Regions from separate parts of the Rattus norvegicus genome. Here region 2 is linked to region 1. Evidence: chromatin contacts called from public Hi-C data. All regions are on one chromosome and are shown on one strand. The core of a region is the stretch at or near the end of the contact, and the rest is flanking DNA. Distances in the headings are between cores, read along the strand shown.

What was found. Hi-C and Micro-C count contacts between places; a contact is called where the count stands out from the background.
Region 2: a contact with region 1 is called in a Hi-C map of liver, with 2.1 times the contacts expected there. The contact joins two enhancer-like sites. A contact is called at or near these places in 2 of 12 Hi-C or Micro-C datasets (kidney and liver).

What each region holds. Positions count from the first base shown.
Region 1 is chr4:142,628,754-142,631,453 of GRCr8, reverse strand. No RefSeq gene overlaps it. Among named protein-coding and RNA genes, the nearest start is that of Setmar, 28 kb to the right of the region's middle. Within about 2 kb of position 1,348, at least 3 of the 93 cell types and tissues checked have an H3K27ac peak or open chromatin away from gene starts, as enhancers often do. A contact at or near this core is called in liver, where this site is marked.
Region 2 is chr4:142,897,764-142,900,463 of GRCr8, reverse strand. It overlaps Itpr1 (inositol 1,4,5-trisphosphate receptor, type 1), which reads right to left. Exons shown (of 62, transcript NM_001007235.2): 17 at 501-659. Among named protein-coding and RNA genes, the nearest start is that of Itpr1, 160 kb to the right of the region's middle. Within about 2 kb of position 1,378, at least 3 of the 93 cell types and tissues checked have an H3K27ac peak or open chromatin away from gene starts, as enhancers often do. A contact at or near this core is called in liver, where this site is marked.

The DNA of each region.
Region 1 (2,700 bases), core at 99-2,598:
AGAAGTCGATATTTGCATTTAAAATAACATTTCTTATTACGTTTTATGCTTGTGTGTGTTTATGTGCCACAACACACATGGAGGTCATGTGTGGGAATCTTCTGCTGTGTGTCCTGGTGCTCAAACTCAGGTAGTAATGGTTGGCAGCAAGCACCTGTACCTGCTGATACCTTCGCTTCCCGCCTGATGCGTGGCCTAAGATGACCTACAATTCTATATCCTCTGGCCCTGAGTCCTAAGGTTATAGGTCTGTGCCATGCTCTTGCAGAGGATCTGTGTTTGGTTCCTGGCACTGGCATGGCCGCTCACAGTCACCTGTAACTCCAGTTCCAGAGGATCTGACATCTTCTGGTACCTGTGGAGGCTAGGCATTCTTGTGATGCAGACACACAGGAAGGTAAAACTCTACACATTACAAAACCAAGTAAATCTAAAAAATGGTTAAAATGCACACAGTGAAAAATTTACTTGATGGAGTGCAGTATACATGGGAGGAAGAATGATCCTGCAGAAGTACACAAGGAGTGTGTATGAGAGAAAGGAGCTGCAGCTTCCTAGGGACCTCATTTTACCCAGAAGTCCCTTGGAAAGTTCCATAACTCCATCCCCACCCCATCACGCCTAGGGTGATTTCCCAGAATTGTGTGATTGCTAGGCACACTGACAACACATTTTCATTCCCTTCAGCCCTCATCACTAAGTTTTCCGGCTAATACCAGGTAGGGCCACAAATGTCAGGTTCCTGACTGATGGCTTCATTTTTATTGGTTGAAACTTGCTTCTTGCAATACAAAGTCCTCAGAACAGACGTTAGTTCCACAGGTTTGTCAGAATCTGGCCTTTGGTGTTCTCATGCTTAAAACACCATGGAAATTATTAACTCTGAGAGCCTGGGATGAAACCTTGGCAGCTAGCCAGAGCTCCTTTCCCCCACTGTTTAGAGCATCAGAGCCAGAGTTTAATTAATTTTTTTGATTAAGCAAAATCATTACAGATGATATTTAGGTAGGCTATGAAGTAAGAAATGCTGGATTTTGAAACTTGCCCTACTTGAGTTCAGAAAGTCCAAGGGATTAACAGCAAGGGATAGAAATGGCCACCTTCAGATTCTAACCTGTCCCCAAATGGTCATTGACCCCAAAGCCTTCATCACGAGAAGGCTGGTTCATTGGGTCTTTGGAATTTCAGAATAATTGAAGGTCAGATAGAATTGCTCTCCTGGCCTGAATCTAGACCCTGCTTGACAAACTGTGCTTTATCTGCTGAGGGGAATGGAAGCTATCAGTGTGACTTCTAGCATGTCAGTTTGGCATCTCGGCAAAGTGCTATTCGAAGCTCAGAATCAACCTAGGAGAAAAGTGAAACCAGTTAAACGGCTGCCAGAGGAAGAGAGATGAGGCCGTCCTCAGGAGCTGATAAGGTTTGCCTGCATTTTGTTCATGCCTGATGTTTGTTTTCTCAGTCTACAAGTCTGTTTCCTTTAAACACTTGCCAAATAAAATCTTATCTATCTTTAAGTGACACAGGAAAATTTGTCTTGAGTCTCTATCCTTCAGTAATTGTCTTCAGCATCATGTTGAAGGAGTTCATTGGGGGTCATGTCCCTCTGTTCCTATCTACTTCCCTGAGCCACCTTTAGGCAGGTAACATTCCTTAAGGTAAAATATATTTGGTGATAATGCCTACCTATGGGAATTATGGAGAGGGAGTGTCAAGCTCATCATGGTTTCCTAGGTCCTCAGTTCTGTTATGAATGTGTTATTAAAAGCAGAGGAGGGGCTCAGTAAGTAAGGTCACTTGCTGCCAAGCATGATGACCGAAGTTTGACTGGGGATCCATATTGTGGAAGAAGGGAACTGACTCCTGCAAAGTGTTTTCTGACTTCCACAGGTATGCTGTGGCCTATGTGTGCTCATACATGTATACTACACACACACACAAACACACACTCCCTCCACATACACACACATTAAAAAATAAAGCAGAGGAAGAGATAGATACCATCAGGTAGGACTGGTCAGCTATAGTTATATTTATAGACGAAGAGAAAAATGAACTAAGGCTACATGAAAATGCGACTCAGATCCCCATTAATTAACAACTTGTATTCCAGACCTCTGACTTTGCAAATATCCCTTCTGTACTACATGGTCTGTCTGCTCCACAAAGTGTATATACGAAAGGAAAGTTGCATCTGGTCTTTGCTGTTGTCTGTAATTCCGAAGCTCATCCTATTTAACCTACCTCACGATCAAAGTGCCTCTTGGGAGGCTGGCCTTGTAATTCACCGGCAGAGTGCTAACCTGGCATGTCCAAGGCCCTTAGTTTGCTCCTCAGCATCTCAATTAAAAGAGAAGTTACTCATGAGCATAGCAATTTAGCAAAGAGCAGAAAAGGGAAGGCAGCGCGCTGGTTGGCGAGATCTTGGTCAGCCGGTGAAACTTTCTGTGAGCTGATTTGATTTTGGTTTAGTTCAGGATCATGATTTAAACTCATCCTTTTCTCTGTGATTACAGGTCCAGGATCTCCGTTCTAACTTCATCAACTCCCACATTTAAAGATTAAGATGATTTCCAAGGGAACAATTAGGGGTTGGCAGAAAGGACTCACAGGGTACAGTTCTTTCTAGCTCAGCATGTACTGTGGGGCTCTGAGGATCTCCAGCATCATCGGGGGTCAGTGAGTCAGCACTGTTTCCAG
Region 2 (2,700 bases), core at 129-2,628, 270 kb before region 1:
GGTTGGAAGCAGCTCCCAGCACAGTACCGGGTTCGGTGAGAGACGCTATCTCAGAGGAACAAGCAAGAGGGTGGTAGGGCAAGACGCCTTACGCCCTCCCCTGATGTCCACAGGCATGGGCGTGCACACGCACACATACATGCACATACACTACAGACATGTGTGCCAAACACACACAACCCCACATACACTGCAAATGTAACATCAACCTTAAAAATAGGAATTTCATTGAAATATATTTACAAGAGGGATTTCTCGGTGCCTTTTACATTTCTTATTTTTTTTTTTAAATTGACATCCTTTTCCAGTATCTTCCTCAGGGATTCTGCAATACATGTTCTTCCCAGGCTTGCCAACCAACTCTTTCCTTTTTACGGGCAAATTTAACAGTGTACTATTCTCTATCCATTAAATTCACTGGTACATTAACAGGTAAAACTCATGAGTAAGTAACATTAACGAGTAAAACTCGATCGCTTCCTGTCCATTTTAATCCCCACCTGGTTCTTCCTGTAGTCTTGCTGTGAGTGTCTCAGGACCCTGTAGCAGAGTCGGCAAATGTGTCTGAAAGGAGCGTGCCGCTGGTCCCCCAGCTCCTCCAGCCGAAGCATTGGGCCATCCCCGCAGTCCGTGAAGGGGGCCTGCAAAAGCTTGAAGATCTGTTTGTAAAAAGAAAGAGCGGGCAGCCATCACTGTGTGTTTTAAACTCTAACTCTCTTTCCAGGAAGGGCCACACCTAGAGAGGTAGCAGGATTCAATGAAAAGGTTTTTCTATCCAAACGGATCAGGAAACGGACACCTGAATCTGTCAGTCAGCTGAATTGGGCACCCACTTGTTTATCGGTGCCCAGACAAATGGCAGCATTTTTTAGCAGCATGCAGGGAAGGATTTAGGTTGAAATTATGACTTCTAGCAGGGACAAAAATCAGATTAGCATTGATCCGGGCACTGAAACTGAAGTTGTGAGGACTTGTTAAGGTGTCAAACATGTCCACAGTTCACCTTTTGAACTCAGCTGTCTTTGCAAGCACACACAGGTGTAGGCTGACCTCAAACACCGAGCTGACCTGTAACCCTCGGGAGGAGATTCGGTTGGTTTTGTAACAGTTTGAGAACTATCTGCTGAGTTTCATGAGACTATTCAACCCTTTTCCTATAAGGCAATGTGACCTTGGCCACACCGACCACAAGTCTTCACGAACAGGATGTAATCAGCCAGCCTGCTTGTGGATTAAGCTATAAAAACAGCTATCATCTTGGAAAAGTTGACAGTGCTCTCAGAGGGCTGCTGGATTTGATGCCTCCTGGACTACAATCCTAGTAAGACCAAAATGAATGTGATTGTTTGCTATCAAGCAGATGAACTGGATCTCAGGAACACTGGGTAACAGTGCGGACCGTGTCCAAAGTAAACATGTCCTCTCAATGGGAGAAGACAAAACACACTATCTAACATCCGTAAGTTCTCTGAGGATTAAACAGATAGCAGTTGCAAACGGAAGTACAGCTCCATATTAGAGTGACCAACACCGCTTGAACCCCTCAAGGGATGGCTATTGTGGGGATGAACAAGGACAATAAGCAAGAATTCTAATCTGGCTTTCAACACATGAAACATCTGGGTGTAATTCATTCTTGGACTTCAAACCTTGTTGAAATATGAATTTCGTCTATCACAGCCCCAACAGGAAGAAGGATTTCCACATGCCAAATTCTCATGGGAACTCGTCTCTCTTGTCATTTTGGTCACCAGGAAGTTCCAAGGAATAACTAAGCAAGCCTCCCACAGCTTTACACAGAAGTACATGGTGCATGCTCAGAGTGCGTCCTCCACCTGGATTTGTCATGCTTCTCCCTCTAAGTTGTCCACTTACTGAAGTTAACACTGTCCATACTCAGAATCTTAAAGGTCTCTAAAAGCTCATGGTAAAAGTCTGGTTTCTGAGACGGCAGTGTTGAGATGTGAGTCCTAGCCACCACAGACTCATAGCCGAATGGGTTACGTAGTAGAGGCATGGCCACAGGAGCAAGCGCTTCTCTGCTTCCTCCATGCAGGGATTAGCAGACCACAGGTTCCCCACCATCATGTACCAAAGGCTGAGAGTGGCCCCAGACTGAAACTGTTGTAGCCGGGAGTCGCAAAAGACCTTTTCTCTATAAGACTATTTTTTTTCCAGTTGTGTTGTCACAGTGACAGAAAACTGACTTCTATAAGCCAAATGTGTTCTAGATGCTTCCTATAAACTCCATAATTATGACAATATTTAGAAGTGATCACGGAGCTGTCCATAAGAGCTAATACAGGCCTTCTGAGTTTGCCAAACTACAAATTCCCTAAACATCTGAAGCAACCATAGGGACACAGGGCACATTATATTATTTTTGAAGAACATAAAGGTGTCACCTGAACACTCCTAGGGTACCTAGCAGTACCTTGACTCATGTTCAGCAAGCGTGGTACCTGTCAACTGGACTGAGGCATTGAGCTGTGAGAAGACATGGAGAGCCTTGCAGATCTGAAAAGGCTGCAAGCTACATAATGCCACCAATACGGCAGTCCGAACAAGGCAGAACACTGAAAAGAGGAGTAGTTGTAAGGCATGGTGAAGAACGATGGATGAGTGAGTGGGTGAAGCAAAGAATCTGGGGGCAGAGATTTTTGGATTTTTAGGCAATGATATTGTGATGGTGCATGCAGG